7 separate regions of the Mus musculus genome follow, and all the other regions are linked to region 1. The links are chromatin contacts, called in public promoter capture Hi-C maps. All regions are on one chromosome and are shown on one strand. The core of a region is the stretch at or near the end of the contact, and the rest is flanking DNA. Distances in the headings are between cores, read along the strand shown. Region 1 holds the start of Zfp524 (zinc finger protein 524). Region 2 holds the start of Rps19 (ribosomal protein S19). Region 3 holds the start of Foxa3 (forkhead box A3). Region 4 holds the start of Calm3 (calmodulin 3). Region 5 holds the start of Hif3a (hypoxia inducible factor 3, alpha subunit). Region 6 holds the start of Zfp94 (zinc finger protein 94). Region 7 holds the start of Zc3h4 (zinc finger CCCH-type containing 4).

Evidence for each region. Promoter capture Hi-C pulls out the DNA fragments that hold promoters and counts their contacts.
Region 2: a promoter capture Hi-C map of frontonasal cranial neural crest shows a contact between it and region 1. The contact joins the promoter of Rps19 here to the promoter of Zfp524 in region 1. A contact is called at or near these places in 3 of 39 promoter capture datasets (cranial neural crest, frontonasal cranial neural crest and pre-B cells).
Region 3: a contact with region 1 is called in a promoter capture Hi-C map of second pharyngeal arch cranial neural crest. The contact joins the promoter of Foxa3 here to the promoter of Zfp524 in region 1. A contact is called at or near these places in 5 of 39 promoter capture datasets (cranial neural crest, frontonasal cranial neural crest, maxillary cranial neural crest and 2 more).
Region 4: a contact with region 1 is called in a promoter capture Hi-C map of cranial neural crest. The contact joins the promoter of Calm3 here to the promoter of Zfp524 in region 1. A contact is called at or near these places in 3 of 39 promoter capture datasets (cranial neural crest, frontonasal cranial neural crest and second pharyngeal arch cranial neural crest) and 1 of 484 Hi-C or Micro-C datasets (B cells).
Region 5: a contact with region 1 is called in a promoter capture Hi-C map of cranial neural crest. The contact joins the promoter of Hif3a here to the promoter of Zfp524 in region 1. A contact is called at or near these places in 3 of 39 promoter capture datasets (cranial neural crest, frontonasal cranial neural crest and second pharyngeal arch cranial neural crest) and 1 of 484 Hi-C or Micro-C datasets (B cells).
Region 6: a promoter capture Hi-C map of pre-B cells shows a contact between it and region 1. The contact joins the promoter of Zfp94 here to the promoter of Zfp524 in region 1. A contact is called at or near these places in 4 of 39 promoter capture datasets (cranial neural crest, frontonasal cranial neural crest, maxillary cranial neural crest and 1 more).
Region 7: a contact with region 1 is called in a promoter capture Hi-C map of pre-B cells, with 4 times the contacts expected there. The contact joins the promoter of Zc3h4 here to the promoter of Zfp524 in region 1. A contact is called at or near these places in 4 of 39 promoter capture datasets (cranial neural crest, frontonasal cranial neural crest, maxillary cranial neural crest and 1 more).

Annotation. Positions count from the first base shown.
Region 1 is chr7:5,014,060-5,016,759 of GRCm38.p6, reverse strand. Zfp524 (zinc finger protein 524) reads right to left here and starts at 1,252. Exons shown (of 2, transcript NM_025324.2): 1 at 1,200-1,252. It overlaps Fiz1 (Flt3 interacting zinc finger protein 1), which reads left to right and starts at 2,032. Exons shown (of 3, transcript NM_001110329.1): 1 at 2,032-2,135.
Region 2 is chr7:24,883,160-24,885,859 of GRCm38.p6, reverse strand. It overlaps Rps19 (ribosomal protein S19), which reads right to left and starts at 1,268. Exons shown (of 6, transcript NM_001360119.1): 1 at 1,193-1,268; 2 at 654-724; 3 at 308-408. The coding sequence starts at 724.
Region 3 is chr7:19,022,221-19,024,920 of GRCm38.p6, reverse strand. Foxa3 (forkhead box A3) reads left to right here and starts at 1,382. Exons shown (of 2, transcript NM_008260.2): 1 at 1,382-1,572. The coding sequence starts at 1,504. Sympk (symplekin) reads right to left here and starts at 544. Exons shown (of 27, transcript NM_026605.2): 1 at 415-544.
Region 4 is chr7:16,922,626-16,925,325 of GRCm38.p6, reverse strand. Calm3 (calmodulin 3) reads left to right here and starts at 1,294. Exons shown (of 6, transcript NM_007590.3): 1 at 1,294-1,485. The coding sequence starts at 1,483. Gm45972 (predicted gene, 45972) reads right to left here. Exons shown (of 3, transcript NR_165470.1): 3 at 808-1,886.
Region 5 is chr7:17,061,043-17,063,742 of GRCm38.p6, reverse strand. It overlaps Hif3a (hypoxia inducible factor 3, alpha subunit), which reads left to right and starts at 1,316. Exons shown (of 15, transcript NM_001162950.1): 1 at 1,316-1,387. The coding sequence starts at 1,362.
Region 6 is chr7:24,315,271-24,317,970 of GRCm38.p6, reverse strand. It overlaps Zfp94 (zinc finger protein 94), which reads left to right and starts at 1,305. Exons shown (of 6, transcript NM_001199321.1): 1 at 1,305-1,452. It also overlaps the pseudogene Gm44513.
Region 7 is chr7:16,399,934-16,402,633 of GRCm38.p6, reverse strand. It overlaps Zc3h4 (zinc finger CCCH-type containing 4), which reads right to left and starts at 1,438. Exons shown (of 14, transcript NM_198631.2): 1 at 1,328-1,438. The coding sequence starts at 1,341.

The DNA.
Region 1 (2,700 bases), core at 3-2,502:
CAAAGGTCTCAAAAGGCTCCTGCTCCCCACAGAGATGGGGGGGCATGAAGAGAGACAAGTCCTAGCCAAAAGCTATTGATTTGTGAAAGATATATATGAAAGTTGCTAAGAGTCTGGGCTTTGAAGTCATATACCCAGAAATCAAATGCTGAGTCTGTCCCTTCCTTTGTGTGACCTTAGCCAAGATCCTTACTTCTCTGAGCTTATTTGTGTCTTTTGTAAGATGGAAATCGGGGATTTTTGTTTATTGGTTTGTTTGATTGGTTTTACCTACTAACCCAGACATGCTGTGAACATAAGAGCCAGCACTACAGCACTGGTCGTTGAGCCTCACAGCAATCCTCTGAGGGAACATTTTCAAAGGGTTTCATTTGGATCCAGTTTGGCCAACAATCACCATGTGATTCTACAAGTGGCTTTGCCTGAGTCTGTTTCCTTCTCTATAAAGTCAATATACCAAGGTTGTTGGGAGAATCGACAGGAATGAGGAAGCTTCAAAAATGTCCTTAGTGCACAGTCTAGAAAATAGAAAGCTCCAGGACTTTCCCCAGTGCCCACAAGATCCCAGGATAGTAGGAATTGAGTGTACTTGGGGTCAAAGGTCAAAGGTGCAGCTAGCAGCAGATTCTGTCGGGGGACCCTGCACCCCTCTTTTTATTATTTTATTGTTTGGTTGGTTTAAAGTTTTGTGTGTGGTGTTGGCTATCCTAATCAGGGCCTCACACATACTGGGCCTGAGCTACACCCCCAAAACTTGCACCCCCTTTTAATATGCACATAGCATGAGGTCCACACAGAAGCAACTTGTCCAGGATCATATGGTTCGCACGATGAGGAAGCCTGGACAAGAAGCTGAGTTTCTGAAACATACCTATGAAGTGACAGAGTGGCTCTTCGACCCTCTCCCACCCACAAGTCCGGTACGACGCGTGCCTGTCAGGCGCGAGTGGCCCAGCCCGCAAGCGGGGCGGGCCCTCAGGGTACGGTGGCCAATGAGCGGCGCGGGGACATTGGTGGCAGGGGCTGCCAGAAGGGGGTCTGCGCGCGCGAGCCCAGACCGCTCGGCGGGGCGCGAGGTCGACGTGCGCAGGAGAGAGCAAAGAAGCTGGGAACAGGTGCCGGGTGCGCGCTTATGCGCGCGCGCCGGGACCACCCTCTTTCCCCCATCCCCCCCACCCGGGCCCCCCGCCTCTGGGTACCTCATTTGCATGCTGCCTGGGCTCGCGTGTGTACGCGCGCGCGCGCCGGGGGCGACGGGCCGAAGCGTGGGAAGGGGCGGGAGAGAGGGGGCCCAGCCCCTAGGCGGCGGCGGGGCGGGGGTGTGGGAGGTAGCAGAGCGTGAGCTGGACCCCGCCCCTCGGCACGGAAGCCGGGGGCCCCTCCCTCCCTTCCCTGCTGCCAGCGCCCGCGGGGAACAAAGAGGATGCCCTGGGTCCCAAGGCCCCGACACGCTAGCAACAAATGCGCCTGCGTATCAGGCGCCTTCGTGTGCCCAGTGACAACGCACAAAAATCCCCAACCACCTGCAAAAATGCCTTTCCTCCCACGAAGCCTTCCCAACCCGGTGACCCAATCAAATACAGGTACCGGATAGATGAGAAGCGGGAAATGGCTGCTAAGTGCCCCTAATTAATATGGCGCCCATCAGCTTCAAAGAGCCATGGAGTTAAAGTAGTAAAATGGTGCTTGGTGTTTCCTAACTCTGAACAAGTTTGACCACTTGGATTTTTCTCCCTCTTCCCGCATCCTTCCCAGCAGAAGTCAAAGACTAGAAAAAAAAAGCAATCTTATCTAAACACATCTATGTTAACTCTTTGTAACCGCACCGTGGGCTACGAAATGCTGCACGCTGAGAGTATTGCCCTTAGTCTATATGGCGCCGCGGGTAACTTAGGCCCCGCCCCTGCCCTGCCCTCAACAAAGATGGCGCTAGCCTAGCTTCTTTAACCTCCGCGGCTGGAAATAGGAAAGGAAAACACAGAAGGGCGGGGCGGGGGCGGGATAGAGAAGCCAAGAAGGAGGGGTAAAGGGGGGTTGGGGGGGCGTAGAAGAGAGCTGAGGCGGAAGTCGAGAGGCCCCTCAGGTGGAAGTGACGCTGACCCCGCTACCCAAAATGTCGGCGCCCAGAGGGAGGTGTAAGTAATTAAACAGGAAAGCGGACAGACTTTCCCGGCCCCCCGGAGGCCTGCCTGGTCTCCAGGACCTCCGCAACGCAAAAGCAAGGTGGTCTTGCCTAGTTCCTGGGCCGCTTGACCTGCCCCCGACTCGGGCGCCCGAGACTGCACCTTGTAGGGGCAGGGAGAGGGGTACAAAGGGCCAGTTTTCCGGGCCTTGTTCGCAAGATCGAGCAGGGGTGGGGGTGGGGGCCGGCTGCACCAGACACCGTAGGGCGCAGGAGGGGCGGAGCTTAAGGTGGTCGGGGCGGGGCAGAACTGGAGGAGTAGCTTGTTGAGGCGTGGCTTATAGTTGGAGGGGAGGGGTTTCAAGAAAGTGTGGAGACTGGTTAGAAAATGGAGAGGTTTATATAAAGTGGGGCCTAGCAAAGAGGCGTGAATCTCATGAAATGGGGGAAAGGGCCTTGGTTGAAAAATTGAAGAAACTTCGTAAGATGAGGGGAAAACTGGGGTCCAGTAAGACAACAGAGGCCCAGAGTATGTTGTGTGAAGTTTGCCTGAGGTGTGACTTAAAGAAAAGCTTACC
Region 2 (2,700 bases), core at 19-2,518, about 20 Mb before region 1:
CAAAGTTTTCTTTGGGCACCAGATCTGTAAGTTTCCTTTATAACAGGAGTGGCACTCCCGACCACTCAACCAAACAGGAGTTGACAGTTGTTCAAATCTAAATGCTATAACCGTGGACACAGAAAGCTGTTAAGACTCTCAAGTAAGCAAAATATGGACACTCATTTGCCCTCAGATTTCCTTTCTAGTTTAAAGCTACAGCTATTCAATAATGAGGTCTGTCTCCTGGTGTAGATGGGAGGGGAAGACAGGGTCCCTGCCTGGGGTCGCCCAGGTTCCCACTCCCAGCCAAAGCCTCAGTTCTTACCAGCTCGTGTGTAGAACCAGTTCTCATCATATGGGGCAAGCTCTTTATGTTTGGCCAGCTTGACTGTGTCCACCCATTCGGGGACTTTCAGCTTCCCGGACCTAGAACCAAGAGAATTGAGAAAAAGCACACTTCAAAAATTTCCAAAGATGACTTCAGATCTACTAACCTTTAGCAAGTTAACAAGGTTGGGGGAAAAAAAAAGCAAGAACGAACAGGTTAAAAAGGAAGCATGGTCACCGTAGGCCCAATTCAGAAAAGACCCCCAGCAAGTGGCCAGAGGGATTAATGACACATTGGGGTCACAGCGCACAGGGGTCAGGCCTCAGTTCCAACAAACACTTACTTTTTGAGGAAGGCTGCCAGAGCTCTGACGAACTCCTGCTGGTTAACGTCTTTTACAGTAACTCCGGGCATCTGAGGAAGGGACAAGCATGCCGAGGTCAGGCTTGGTGCAAACCCCTGACGTGGGTCCAGGTCAACACCAACCCTGCTCGTCGCCAGTCCACCCCAAAGCCTCAGCATCCACCCAGCCTCATGTCCCTGCAACTCGGCTCCTGCAGGTCCAACAGAGTTGCCGGGTGCACACGCCACGCGGATCGCAGCACCGCGGCGTGGTGACCGCGTGGGAGAGCCCTCCACACCCCGCTCCCTCAAGCCCACGTTCCGGGCGTCCCACTCACCCCTCCGCTGCCCACCTAACCCTCCGGGCTCCCGGATTGCGGCGATCAGGCATGTCCGGGCCTGCCGCTCGCACGTGGCCGCGGCTCCAGAGGGCGGAGCGACCCCGCGCCGGGCTTCCCGCGGTCCCGGCACGAGCTCTTGGGGCCAGAAAGCCCGGCCCCGTGGCCCCGCGCACAGCCGCGACCCAGAGCCCTCACTCACCGTGCGGCCTCCGCGCTGCCAGCCAGGGGAAAGGGAACGACGGGGTTTCCCGGGCGCACAAGTCGGGCGTCGAGTCTCGCGAGATTTCGGAGTGCTCGCGAGAGCGGCTAAACCAGAGGGCTCCGCCTTTCTGAGGGCGAATATGGCTTCATCTCCACCCAAAATGGGCGGGTCTGTAAGAGGAAGGGGTGGAGAAGCCAAGAGAAGGGACTCGGGAGGAGGATAAGGGATCTGGTTCCTCTTTCCGTTTCCTTGGGCGTGACCGGAGCGAGCTGGGGGAGTCGGCCTTCATTTGAGCCTTGTGTGTCTGGCGGGAACAAGGAGGCGGAAACTTTTGAGGGCGGAAGTGCGGGCGAAGTTGAGCGCGCACGAAAGGAAGGCGGGATTCAGCGCAAGACCCTGCTTCCTGGCCGGAAATGGGAATAGTTACGGGCGGAACCGTGACAGGCAATCCAGGGAAAAGGCACTATGACATGTGGCCACCACCACCTTTTGTGCTAGCATTAGCATTCGCGAGACCAAGAGATACACGGAAGCCCCACCCTTCTTTGGGCGGAAGTTGCTTCAGCTCCATTGACGCTCGCGGAGAGGAAAGAAGGCGTTGGGAGCGGGGAGGAGATTAGGGCGGGGACAAAGGGGTAGAGGCGGGCCCTTGGTGGAGGTTCAGCTCCGCCATCTAGTGCCGGAGTCTGGTTGTTCAGACCGTTAGTCTCCTCGTTTGCCTCTTCTGAGTCATCCAAGCTGACCTGTGCAACTTTATTATATCTGTACCTACCCACCCACCTACCTGCCTATCGTTTGTTGTTTTGAGACAGGATTATCATTAATTTATTTAGCCAAGACTGGCCTGGGACTTTTTATCTAAGGCTGGCTTTGAACTCATGATCCCCCAGCTTAATGCTACGGGAGTGTGTCACTACGCCAGGCTCTCAGTACCTCCCACTCCCACCCCGCAGCGCAGCGCATAAAATATTTGAGGTTGTGTTGCATCCAGACAAATATTATTTAAGATAGAAAAGAGAGGAGGGGCCGGGCGTGGTGGCGCACGCCTTTAATCCCAGCACTCAGGAGGCAGAGGCAGGCGGATTTCTGAGTTCGAGGCCAGCCTGGTCTACAGAGTGAGTTCCAGGACAGTCAGGGCTACACAGAGAAACCCTGTCTCGACCCCCCCCCCCCCAAAAAAAAAAAAGAAACGAGGGGCATTGTGATGGTTCGCTCACTAGGTAGAAGTTCTCCCATACGAGCCTGATTGACCTGATACGATTCTTTGAACCCATCACGGTATAAGAACTAACTACAGAGTTTTGTCCTCTGACTGCCACAGGTGCGTCTCAGAGAAGGGTGTATGTTCACATATCGCACCCTCTTTATACACATACTAAGACTTAAAATTAGAAAAAAATATTAAAAAGAAATGAATTATCAATACATAAGTGAAAAGTTAAGCCAGTTTGAGGGGCCGGAGAGACAGATGGCTCAGCAATTTCAGAAAATCTGACTTCAGTTCC
Region 3 (2,700 bases), core at 133-2,632, about 14 Mb before region 1:
GCCGAGCCCCCCAACCCCGAAGATGAAAGGGAGTTAGGCCGAAGGATAACAGCACGTTTCCAGGGCGGGGGACACTGGGGAGGAACAGCCTGTGCAAAGGCCCGGAGGTGGGAAGCTTCGCACACGGCCAGTCTGGGGAAGTGAAGGGCCCGGTGCAGCAGTGTGCGGAGCGGGGGACGAGCCAGGGCCAGGCTGGTGGCCCAGGAGGTCTGCGCGGCCACGGTGGAACTTTGGCCCCGGGGGACCGGGAAGCCAAAGAAGGCAAGGATGGGTCCCGAGCAGTGTGGGAAGAAGCGGGGGCCCGCGACCCCGCTGCTCCCGGCCCTCGCCGAGGCCCTCCCCATCGCTCGCGCCCCGGCCTTGTCAGCGCCCCCCCTCCCCCCACCCCAGGACCTCACGCCGCCACCCGCTCACCGCGACTCCGGCCTCTGTCCCCCTCGCGCCCCCTCAGCAGCGCCTCTCCGCAGACGCTGCCGCCGCCGCCATCTTCCGCCCGCCGCCGTGACACGGCGCAGGCGCTGCACTAGTAGGGCCGCCGGGAAATGGAGTCCGGCACCGCGGCCGGTCCCCGCCCCTAAGGCGTGCCGCGTCGGCAGCCGCCCGCCCTCCCCGGGCGTCCACCGGAGCGGCCGCCATTTCCGGCCTTCGAGCGCCATGCCTTCTGGGAAATGTAGTCCGCGCTGCGCAGGCGCCGGACGGAAATGGGAACGAAGGCTTCTGGGAAATGGAGTTCCCAGCGGTCCGGAGTCCCTCTCCCTAGACGGCTGGCTAACGTTGAGTGGAGAGTGCTGTGAGTGGAGTTTCTGGGTCTTAGAGGAGATCTGGTGCCTTAATGGGGTCTGAGCAGAAGCCCTGAGCCTTTCCACCGCCGACCCTGACTCTGTACGGAGCCTGCAACATTCGCAGACGTCAAAAGCCTCAGTCTTCCTGTCTGTCCAATGGGAATGTGGTTTCAGGAATCTCTGCGGGCTACTTAAACGGTGTTGTATAGGGACTTGTGGAGTCCTGAGCTCTGTCAACCTCCTTTCTTTCGTGGAAGACATGCGGGGTTCTAGAGTTTCCCTCCTTTAGCTGGAGATGATGAAACACTTAGAGGCAGAAAGATTCCCCGGCTCCCGCTCTGTTGCTCTAGGGCTTTTGGGATCAGCAGGGTGTGGCTCTCTACCCCACGCCTTGTAGTCCCCGACTCTTCATCCATCGCAAGCTTCCAGGTGCCAGGACCGAGGCTCCCAGTGCCTGAGGTCTCTCTTCTTGAGATCCCGCAGGGGGCGCCCCAATCCGAGGGCGCCGCGCTCGGGGAGGCGGGCGGGGAGCCCGGGGCGGGCCCGGGAGGGGGTGTCCCGGCTATAAAAAGTGGCTGCCTCCCAAGGCGCCTGGGCCAGCGGGACTCCCGGGCTGTGTGCCTCAGGTCGGAACTCGGGGCTAGTGCCTGTAGAGAGACCGAAGCACTCGGTTCCCCCAGGGGGGCCTCAGCCTGGGTGTGTGGGGGCGCAGGCCCCGGGGATGCTGGGCTCAGTGAAGATGGAGGCTCATGACCTGGCCGAGTGGAGCTACTACCCGGAGGCGGGCGAGGTGTGTCCTCGGGGATGGCGGAGCGGGAAATGGGGGGCAGGTGTGGGGCTTAAATGCAAGCAGGCGCTGTGGTGTGGGCCCAGGTGGGAGCAACAGACCTGAGGACACAGATTCTAGGTGTGGGAGTCGGGGGACAAGGTTTGGGAGAACGATTTAGACTGCAGATCCATGCGAAGGCTTGCTTCCAACGGAAGAAAATGTTAGCAATGAAACCTCGAAGTTATACTTGAAAGGTGTCGAGCCCCTGAGTCGAATGAACAAATTGGAGGTGGGAACCGGAGCTCTAGGGTAGAGCGATAGAGCTGGAGGACCTCGAGAAATGAGTTCTGTAGTAGAGAGGAGAAATACAGAGACTAAGAGGCATTGGTAGTCCGCAGTAAGGAAAAGTTTGTGCCGGAATTCAGGGTTGAAGACGGGGGTTGGGGGACTTCGGGCAGTCGGGGGTCAGAATTGAGGTTCCGGGATAAAGATCAGCTGAGGAGCTAAGGTAGGGGCACAAATAGGGTGGTCGGGGGTCCTTCTGAGGAATCTAATGTAACAGGTGGCTTAGGTAGACTAGTCCTCAGATGACGTCAGCCTTGGAAGATCAAAAGACAAGAGGATCCACATCTGTGTGGCAGGAGTCAGCCATCCTTACCCCGACCCTCAGCAGGGGCTCTCCAGAATGTACACCATCTAGGCATTGCTAGACTTACATTAATTCCTTCACCCCAACAAACAGAAAGTCCCTCTTCACGTCTAACTCCCGTTTGTCCGAGTGCTTCTGCACCCTGTAGTCCATATTGTGATGGTGGGGAGAAGGGCCGAGGTTCTGGACCCATGAGCTCCTGACATAGACGGCTTAAGGTGGGGGGGGGGGGCTCTCGAACAAGTCAAGCTTCAGCGGCTGAGGGAGGTGGCTAGGGTCTGTATTTCCAAGTTGTGGAATTGGACTCCTGGATCCCTAGGGGTAGCTGGTCTTGGAGTTGGCGAGGTGCCCGGGAGGGGCCTGTCCTAGGTCTGGTGAGGTGTGAGGTGGGGCAGAGCTGACCGGGAAGGAATTGGGAGTGTGCAGAAGTAGAAAGGGAGGGGGCTGGAGGTGTTGGTGACTTTGTAGGAAGGCAGAAGCCAGGGTGGTATCTCAGGTCA
Region 4 (2,700 bases), core at 45-2,544, about 12 Mb before region 1:
TGGAGTGTCGATGCATGCCTTTGATTCTGAAGGCCAACCAGGGCTCAGGGCTACACAGTCTCAATAAATAAATAAATAAATAAATAAATAAATAAATAAAGGAAGGAAGAAAATGCCAACTCCCATCCTATACGAGGGCTCTGTACAGTAATGTACAGTATATACACTATGGTATACAATACAGTTGTCTCAGGTGCCCTTAGCAACAGTTCTTTTTCTTTCTGTGCCTGGAATCCCTAGAATAAGAAGTGAGTCACACTGTCTAGGTGACAAGAGAATGGTTGAGAAGTGTGATGTCACCAGCACAGCCCGGCACCAGATCTGTGCAGACAGCAGTGCCCAATTCATGTTTAATTGGCTGAATGAGTGAATGAATGAATGAATGAATGAAAACATTCTGCATCCAGAGATTGTTCTGGGTACAGATCCTGAGATCAAGAGTCAAGTCCAGATCCCCACATGTTGCTTTTGTGCGTGTTTTAGATTTGTGTTTGTTTGTTTGTTTGAACTTATTTATACAGCGCGCATGTGGAAGTCCGAGGACAATTCTTTGTGGAAGTCTGTTCTCCAAACCACCACGTGAGTTCCGGTGATCGAACTCACAGTTTCTAGCTTGCCTGCAAGCGCCTTCACCCACTCAGCCATCCCAGCAAATTGTACGCGTAGAGGGTGGAACCTTCAGGAGACCAGCGGAACCTTGAAGAGCCAACCACTGTGAAGAGCCGGTTCAGGCCAGGCTCCTAGACCCCACGATTTTGGATTAAACCATCTTGTATCTGCTCAAAGGGAGAGAGAAGAAAGTCCTTCTGCTTCTTCCCCCAACCCATTTTTATTTCCGAGCCATAGAGACAACGTATTTGCTTCTCCAACATCCACCCTGTTTCCGTCTTAGCCCCTCTATTCCTCGCGGCTCCACAGAGCCACACAGGTCGTGCTGCCCCCCGCACACCGCGCGGTGGCTCGCCCCAGTTTGACGCATTGCAGGGAAGGCCGGACCAATCGGAGTTGCGTTCTCATTTCCGCCACGAGGCGGGTCCAATAGCGGCGTGGCTCACACAGAGACGTGTCACTCTCCGTAAACCGGTGCCCTTCCGCCAGAGAGGAAAGCGGAGCGGATGCAAGGGGCCGAGAGCGCCGAGAGCGAAAGTAGTCCCCGCGGTGGGGAACGCGCGTGCGCGTGCCCGTGCGGCAGCAGATTCGCTGGGCTCTGTGGAAGGGGCGAGCCGCACGAGCCTGACGCGAAGGGATCCGTAGGAAGCCGCAGTGCAGCGGGAGCGCGCGAGCCGTCTGGGGCGGGGCCGGGCGAGGCGGGGCGCGCGCGGCGGCCGTTGAGGGACCGTTGGGGCGGGCGGCGGCGGCGGTGGCGCGCGCTGCGGGCAAAGAGTGTGGAGGCGCGGACGCGCGGCGGAGCTCGAGCTGCTGCAGCTGCTGCCGCCGCCAGAGTAACCTCGATCCCCGAGCTCCGGATACCGGTGCCTCGCCATGGTGAGTGAGGCGGCTGAAGTCGGGTGGAGACCCCCCCATCCCGGAGATGGCGAGCGAACCCTGGGAGGGAGAGGCCGGGCCCCTCGGGACCTCCCATGCGGCCCTTGGGACTTCTAGAAGCGGTTTTAGCAGCAGATGGAATTGGTAGGACCCCCAAACAGACAGTCTGAGGCTTCAAATGAGGAGCTCCAGGACATCCCCACCCCCGCCACCTCCCAGGCAGCATTCGGATCCCTCTCCGGGCGATTGGTTTTAGAATCACATCTACCCGGTCCCCGGGAGGAGGAAATAGGAAACGCCGGCGATGAAGGCTTTGGGTCCTGGAGGAATGCAGGAGGCTGCTCCTAGAGGGGTGGCTGTGGGTAGCGGAGAGGGGGACCGGTCGGTTCCTAGGGAGTGTTCTGCAGAGAGGATAGATGGGGATCCTGGGTCACTTGTGCACTGTAGACCCCGGTGGGGGAGGGGTCTCCAAGGACAAGCATTGCCAAGAGGAGGAGGAAGAGGAGAAGGGTCAGGTGCAGGCTGAGGTAAGGAGGAGCCCGAGGTGGGTGGCAGCAGAGGCTAGAAGATGCTCTTGGAGCCTGTGAGGACCCAGAAGGGGACTGAGGAGAGTTGGGGGTCGCAGAAATGTTTTTAAAGGAGTGGGGATGTGATCACGGGTAGTGTGGGGAACCAGGGAGCCTTGTGGAGAACTTGGTTGGGGGTAGCTAGGAAGGATTCTGAGGTCTAGGTTGTTGCACTAGAAAGAGAGGTTGGGGTTTGTAAGGCGTGTTTTGTTTGGGTCAGAGAAAAAACGGGGTTTCCAAGGTGAGGGCTAGGGAAGGACTTGAGTTTGGGTGGTGGGGGTGAGGTTGGACAGCCTTCTAGAGAAGTGTAGGAGACAATGAATGGTGGCTGAGGTAGGACTAGGTTTAGAGGTGGGTGTCTCCGGGGAAAGGTCCCGACACAAAGGCTGATGACTCGGGCTTGGTCATGGGCTGCAGCAGAGGACCTGAAGGAGTAGCTGTGTGCTCCCTTTGCCTTGGCAAGAATGGGGCTGGGCCAGGCTGAAGGCACTGAGGCAGTGGGAGCAGGTGGGCGGAGTTGTTCAGGGCCCTATTGCGCACTGAAGCTGCATGATACAGGACTGGGGTCAAAGTTTGGGGTGCATCAAATGATGGCTAAGCCAGGAAGCTTGGCCCCCTCATTGTCCCTTCCAGGCTAGGAGGGCTGCCT
Region 5 (2,700 bases), core at 67-2,566, about 12 Mb before region 1:
GAAGTTCAAGGCCAGCTCTTGCTGGCCAGTCTTGACGGGGTTACATGAGACCCCATCTGAAAATAAAATGGAGAAGAGGAGGAAGAAAGAGGAAGGAGAAAGAAGAGGAGAAGGAAGATGGAGAAGAGAAGGCAATGGGAGGAGACAGCTTACTATTTTCCTGAGTTGAGGTGGGGAGCCATGTGGATTTTTAGAGGAGAATTTTTTTAAGTTTTTTATTACATTTTACGTGTGGTGTGTGTATGTGTGTGTGTGTGTGTGTGTGTGTGTGTGTGTGCGCGCGTGCGCGCAGATAAATCAAAGACCTTGCCTTCCACGATGTGGGGGGAGGGGGGAGGGCCTGGGGATTGAACACTGGTCTTCAGGGTTGGCAGCAAGGGCCTTAAACCTGGAGCCAACCGTCTAGCCGAGAAGAGCACTCTAAAGAGAGTGCGCAGTTATGTGTGAAAGTCCTAAGATGGAGCTTGCCCAATAACTCAAAAACAATAAATCCATTTCTGCCGCAGTGTAGAGTGTACCCAAACCTGCATACGGAAGGAACACTGCTCCTTCACCCCTGTCCTTAGTGTCCACGCCCTCTCCAGCCTACACAGGAACTTCCTTCCTCTTCCTTACCCAGCTGTACCGTCTTCCACCTGTCCATGTCACTGCGCACGTATCTCTCATCGGTTCTCTGTTCCCTTTACAAGTGGGTGTGATGAAGCTAAAGCATATTTACTTGACAGAAGCTTAATTATTCATCCGCAGGAACCTGCACAGGGAGTTAAGAGAGGCCACGGGTCAGGATGGGGTGGAGACGGGTGGACAAGGAAGATTCTGGGAGGCGGGGTCCACAGTGGGGCCACACAGTGGAGGGACATGGGGTATGGCAAAGAAAGGGGTTATGAAATACAGGTGAAGTAGAGTTCGGGGTGGAGAGAAGTGGGGACTTGGTACGTCAAGAAAAGGACAGAGCGGGAGAAAGGAGAGGGGGTTGGGAAAGGTGGGAGTGAAGGCAGAGACTGCGACAGGAACTGGGACACAGAGAACAGTGAATCAGATGGTTCAGAAGTGTACATATGGAAGTTCAGAGACTGGAGGGAAATCACGCCCGGCGGGCTCCGGACTGCCAAGGAAGTCTGGGGCAGGGGCGTGGCTGGGGGTGTGCATTACATCGGATTCCCCAACCCCTTGAAGTTCCAAGTCTTCTCCTTTAGTCCCTCCTCCTTCTCGGGAGCAACAAGCCCACCTTCCAATCAGAGCCGCGGGCTGGGCAAAGACCAGCCAATGGAGTGGCAGAGGTGGAGCTGGGGAGGGGGCTCACACAGGCAGGGGAGGGGGACGCTGGGCATCGAGGGCTCTGGAACCGCGAAGGGCGAGCCATGGCGTTGGGGCTGCAGCGCGTGAGGTACAGGGCTTCGGGGATAGGATGGTGGGGTCTGGGGGCTCTCTTTGACGGAGCTTTAAGGGAACCCCTCATCTCTGGGGTGTGGCTCAAGTTGAGGACACTGTGAGGCGCCCGATTGGGGACACATCCCGATGCACCCTCCACCTTAGAGGTTTTCAGGGTATCAGGGATTTACCCCCAGAGCTCCAGCTGTCCCGCCCCCCTCCCCTGGAACTGCTTTGGGGTTATGAGCTGCAATTTCCAGATACATCGGGTTCAATCCTCCATCTGGCTGGGGGTGAAACTCCAAGTTCCTTATGGATTGGAGGTGGTCGCGTTTGAGCAAGGAAGACTTCTTCCAAAAAAGTCTTTTCCTCCAAATCCCTGAAAGGAGTCTTCCTTGGCAGTCTAGCTCTTGTGGTGTTAATAAGGGATCCCCAAACTGGAGTTTCTAGGGAGTCCCTGAAAGACACTATTTCTGAATTCCAGGAGAGAGGTTAATTTTACCATGCCCTTTCTAACAGTCTCCCAAGCTTCAAAATGCTCTAAAATGACATGGGGATAGGGAGGTCCTCATTAGAGGCTGTGTGGGACCTAACCAAGGTCTTTTTGCCTTTCAAAGAGTGGAATGATAGCTGGGGAAGGAGATTCATGCCTGTAAACCCAGCACTTGGAAAGCTATAGGAGATTGATGCTTTCAAAGCCAGCCTGGCCTACATGGCAAGTTCCAGACCAGCTTTGGTCTACATTTTCTTGTCTCAAAAAACAGCATTAAATAAGTAGGGTCGCTCCTTTTCAGTACCAACAGAACAAATCTGAGCCACTTCCTGCGATCTGGTTCTGTGTCAATTTCATCTGCCTGGACCCAGTCTGTAATTGAGGGAGGAGGGCCCCACCCAAACCCTATTTGAGAGACATCCTTCCGAAAGATGCCCTGGCTAATCAAGGGAAGGCAGCGCCCTCCTGTGGCTGGACACAGCTGGGGTTATCCTAGGAAGAAGCGGGTTCTGTGTTCACCTTGCAACAGGTGCAGAGGCTTTGGGACCATAGCCAGTGGAGCCCATTTCGCCAGGTTGCCACGGGAGACCCCAGAAAAATTTCCTAGACTCTTGGTATTCCCTGTCTAAATTGGGGCATCCCTCAAGCCTCACCCCTGTCCCTCCTCCCTGGCTTCCGAGATCTGATTGGTTTTTCTCTACACCCAGTTTTTACCCCCTACCTCAACCCACCCAGGCTCGCCCTTTTTCTGGCCCTGTCTGGCCCATCTATTCCAACTTCTGGCCCTGAGCCCACCCGGGAACTCAGTCCCCACCCCTTCTAGGCCATCCCTGGTG
Region 6 (2,700 bases), core at 56-2,555, about 19 Mb before region 1:
CTGCTAGAGCAGGAGGCAAATCCCAGCTGCTGTGGACCGTCTGAAGCAGCCTCATATTCCTCACCTGGGGCTAAAATCAAAACATTCCTATAGTATTTCTGTTTTTCAAAGAAACCAAAACTCCAAAATTGTCACAACAATCATATCATGTAAAAACTAGTCTTTTTCCTTGCTACTATGTATACCTGTTACAGCATCTCCGCTGTGCCACACACATACGCCGAGATTTTGTTTGGATGAAAAAAACTTTTGCTAGTGGTCCTTTGGGATAATTAAAAACAAACAAACAAACAAACAAACAAACAGACAGACAGACAGACAGACAGACAGACAGGGCTGAGAGATGGTTCAGCAGTTAAGAGCACTGACTGCCAGAGGTCCTGAGTTCAATTCCCAGCAACCACATGGTGGCTCACAACCATCTGTAATGGGATCGGATGCCCTCTTCTAGTGTGTGTCTGAAGCTAGCTTTTTTTTTAATTGTACTTTATTTGTACTCACATAAATAAAAAAAGAAATAAATCTCTGAAAAATAAACAAAACAAAACAAAACAAACAAACAAACAAACAAAAAAAACCAAGCAAACCAAAACTTGTTTCTCCTGTGGATTGATCTAGATTGATGTGGAAGATAGAAGGAAGTGGGGAGAAAACTGGAGGGGCAGGGAGGAGAGTATGAATTATCAATGTACCTGTGGTTACATTGAAGAAGCAGCCTAGCAGGAGGTTAAGTGGATTGTGTGGCTGTGATGTGTAGAGAGAATTTTGGTTTCTTTGAGAAACACAGAAGTATATATTATATACTCAGGTATATAAGGACAACGGTAGGGCCAAATTACCGCCTATGAGGTAAGGACTCTTAATTTTCCAGGGTGAAAAATTTTCCACGTGGGACGTGTCAAGTTCAGAGGCAGCATGGTGTCATGGCACACACGTTAGCCCAGCATTTGAGAGTGTGCAAGACTGAGGCAGGAGGACCATCGTAAATTCAGTATGGATTGTACAGTGCGCACCAGTGTCTCGCAGATTAAATAAAAAGTTCCGCAGAGGGCTAGGGAAGTACCTGCGTGGCGCACACACACACACTCCAGAGAGGCTATATACTAGGAGAAACGAGTGTAAGATCCGCCTCTCCGCATTCACTACCGGAAATGTAGTTCAACTGTTCCACAAACACGCAGGCACCCGGGAGAGCTGACGCGGAGATTTCTGGGAAGTGTCGTCCAGGGTCTCTGCGCATTGCGCGTGCGTCTGTGAAGGCCGGCGGACGCCGAGCATTCTGGGAAGCGTAGTTCAAATTCTCGGAGCATTGCGCGTGCTTCTGTTGTGCGGGCTGATGCGAAGCATTCTGGGAAGTGTTTCCCAGGTGGTTTCTGTTAGCATCCGCTCCCCTTGTCCTCCCTTGAGTCTCCTCTCTCCCACACCTTCCTCGACTGATGCCTGGATCTGGAGGTTTGCAGGGTTGGCGGCGGGCGGCCGTAGGGGAGTCGGCTCCAGGCTGGCGAAAGGGAAGCGCAGGGCGCCCAATGAGCCTCCCTCCATCCCACAGATATCATCGCACTGATAGGGTCTCAGCGCGTGGCTCAGTCAGCCTCCTGCCTCAGCATCCGGTGTGTTGCGATGACAGGTGTGAGCCCTCACACCTTCCTTCACTGCTGTCTGGAATTGGGGTGCGAGGGCCATGTTGATAGTGTTGTTTGAGGCATTGATGTAGCTAGTGTCACCCTGCCCTGAAGGTTCTAGGACTCACACCTACACTGCAGAGAATCGGGATGGGTGGAGATTTGTCGAGAGCCTGTCATGTAGAAGGATAAACGGACACGTCTATGGCTTTCCACGATGTCAGATTTTGCTGAACGACAAGAAAGTCATAAGCTGTGTCAGTTTCGTTGGCTGCAATTTGCCAAGGAATCTCGATTTCTCCTGGTGGTTGGCCATTAATCACAGGTTCTTTTATTCCAAGCTTAACATAGCTAATGATAAATTTCAGACCACGAGTCACCTGGCACACAGTTATACACACTCGTGAGTTTATTATCACAGGATGGATCATTGGAACTGGACTTGGCTCCTGGCATGTGACCAGGCTACTGAGCAGTGTGCCTGCCACATACCGGTCCCTTGGTGAAGAAGTAACGTGATATGGTTGGTGCGCTTATGTTTTATGTTACCAGGCTGGCTTTGAACTCACAGAGATCTACCTGAGTGCTGGGACTAAAGGCTAGTCGATATCTTTTAATAGCACAATTGAGTCGCCTGGCTATGACTGTGTAAACAAGACATGGATTTCTTCTTGGCACTTTTATCCAAGATAGAGTAACTCAGATCAAGACTGTTGCCGCATAAAATTCAAAACTAGTCATAGCCTGAAAGCTGATGGTCCAAACAACACAGCTCCCTGCTCAGCATGCTCCCAAGATGGTTTGATCAGCCGGGCAGTGGTGGCACACACCTGTAATCCCAGCACTTGGGAGGCAGAGGCAGATGGATTTCTGAGTTCGAGGCCAGCCTGGTCTACAGAGTGAGTTCCAGGACAGCCAGGGCTGCACAGAGAAACCCTGTCTTGAAAAACAAAACAAAACAAAAAGCCAAAAAAACCCAAAAAACAAAAAAGGAAAAAAAAGATGGTTTGATCAAGTGTAGCCCCTTACCTCTAACCCTACCCCCATTACAGATTCAGGGGAGGAAGGAGGAAGTGGT
Region 7 (2,700 bases), core at 189-2,688, about 11 Mb before region 1:
TAGCGAACAGACCTCCGCTAATCTGTTTATTTCCTTGACTGCGAAGGGCTGCGATTCCCAGGACGATACATTTAATTAGAACAAAACAGGAAAAAAAAAATTGTAAAAAAAGCTCACCAAACTGCTGCACCTGTGTCTTTGAATGTGGGTGGCATTTCTTTTAAAAGGCAAAGGAGGGTCTGTGAAGGAGAAAGGGAGAACAGGAGGTGGGAGTGGGGAGAAAGGGCTGAGACCCATGGTCTGAAGGGGTCCTCTGCGGTTCCCTGACGGCTGCGAGCGAGGCTTCTGTCTAGCGCATTCTCCACCCTACCCCCACCCCCGCCTGCAAGACTAGCTTTTCTGCTCCCTGAAACCCACCTATTTTCAAACCTACTCACTCCAGCTCCCAGGAATCAGCAAACTATGTACCCCTTATCTTTCGGCTCCAGCAGGGCAAAAATGGCCCCAAACCTCTCATCCTCAAAACACGCAGGGCTGGTCCCATTATCACCCGCCAGAGAAGGGCGTGGGGAACCCATTTCGCACTAGAGGACAAGAGGCGCCACAGTTCACGTCCTGCCAAAGCACACGGGGGAGATCTTTGCTCCCAAGGGGGCGATTGCACCCTGTTTTGCCCCAAAGAGGGGGCGATGCCCGGAGAAAGCGGTGGCCAACTTCCTCTACTATCCAATGCAGGAAAAGCAACCTTCATACAACCCCCCCGCAAAAAAACAAAAACCTTAAAACTAAGGACCCTCCACCACTGACTGTCACCTACCTACAAAAAGAGAGGGACCCCCCAAAAAAAAAAAAAAAACCAATAGGGTTTCCAAAGAAGGTCAGGGGATTTAATCAAAAGAGCTGGAAATGCACCCGTTACCTGCCTGCCTTCTAGGGAGAAGCTAGAAAATACCTCCCGCCAAAAAATTAAAAGTGCACCAGAGCCCCCATCCTAAGGAGTCCTCCTTAGAACGAAAGAGCGAAGGCTGATCCAAACCCCCATTTTTCTGCCTCCGTTAGACTCGGGTACCTATCCAAAATGGACAGGGTATGCGTCCCCCAGGAGAAAGGATACTGTAGGGGATTGGGAAGACCCCCAACTCCGAACCCCTTAAGAGAGGAGCTGCAAGCTGGAGATGCCCCTAAAACAAGAGAATCCGGGGGCCCCTCCCCCAAAAGCCTTCCCCGAAGCCAGGCGACAGGCCGCTGACGGCCAGCTCCCGGAGCAGGGGCGGCCGAGGAGGCTGATGGGCCTCGGCAAGCCCACCCCCTTGGCGGCCCGTGCCCCGGGCGGGCGGACGGACCGACAGACCGGCGGGCGCGGGGGGTCCGGGGGGCGCCTCCTCACCTTCCCCTCAGCATGGCGCCCAAAAAAAGACAGAGCGAGAGCGAGGGAGAGCGGGCGAACGCCGCGAGGGGGGGCAACGCATGAGGCCGGGAGAGAAAGCGAAGCGAGAAAGAGCGAGCGAGCTAGAGACACCCACCGACCCCGCCCTTCCTCCTCCTCCTCCTCCTCCTCCGCGGCCCGGCCCAACATGGCGGCCGTCCCCTTCCTCCTCCTCCTCCCCCCCTCCCACGGGGGACGCTGCCCGGCCCAGGCCGGGGGGCCTGACCTGTCGTCAGGGAGCGGGAGGCGGTGGTGGAGGAGGTGCGGGGTGGCCGCGCGGCCGTCGGGGGAACACGGAGGAGGCGAAGGCGTTGATGGCGGCGGTGGCGATGGCGGCGGTGGCGACTCTGATGGCGGCGGCGGGGGGGTCCCGGGCACGGCCTCCATCGTTCCTTTGAGGGGGAGGGGATGTTAATGCACCAAAAAGGACTGCTTGGGCGTGGCGGGAGGGGCACACTTCAGCGCTCCGGGGCCTCCTGATGGGAACTGGGCATATAGATACATAGATCGATATCGAGTATTTTTTTTTTCGGTTTCGGAGTCACCTCTGAGCCGACTTCCACGTAGGCCGCGAGGCCTAGGCCCCGGCAAGGCCGCCCGCCGCCTGCTTTCTCCGCAGCCTGGCCCTGAGGTCACTCGCTCACGGGCACGGGACCCTCATCGGGACGAGAGGTCCCCTTCCGCCACACACGCACGCACACACACACGCGGCCCCCCAAGGCCTGAGACCCGGGGGACACGGACACTGGTGGGTGGTTGGGTGTAATTAGCGCGGGCCCGCGCGCGACGGAGCAAGCGAAGGGAAAGGGGGGGAGAGGAGAGCGAGCAGGGGGGATGGTTAAAAAAAAATCGGGGAGAAGAGGGATCGGGCTATGGAGATGGGCCGACTGTCTGCCCGCCCTAGATGCCCCAGCTGCCGGGCCCCCGCCGCGGTCAGGAATTCACACAAAATGGCGGCACAGCCGGGACAAGCACGGAGGCTGAAGCCGGAGGAAGGGCGTGGAGGGAGGGGGTAGCGGAGAGGCCGGAGGAGCGTCACGTGGAGAAGGGCAGAGCCAGCCCGCCCGAAAGTCGGCGAAAAGAGCCGAAGCGGAAGGGCGAGGCGGAGGAGAGGGCACGGAAAGAGCCGAACACAGCTGAGATTAACGAGACTCTGAAAAAAGCCGGAAAGAGCCGAGGGAAGATCTAGGTCACTGCAGCAACGCGGAGCGGATCAGAGACCCACCTAAAGGACCAAGGGTGGTCGTGGGGGCGGGGCTAGGGAAGGCCGGGAGAGCCGGAAATAGCCGAAGCGCTTCGGGATGGGAGAAGCCCCCCCCTGGGGGGGGGCGAGG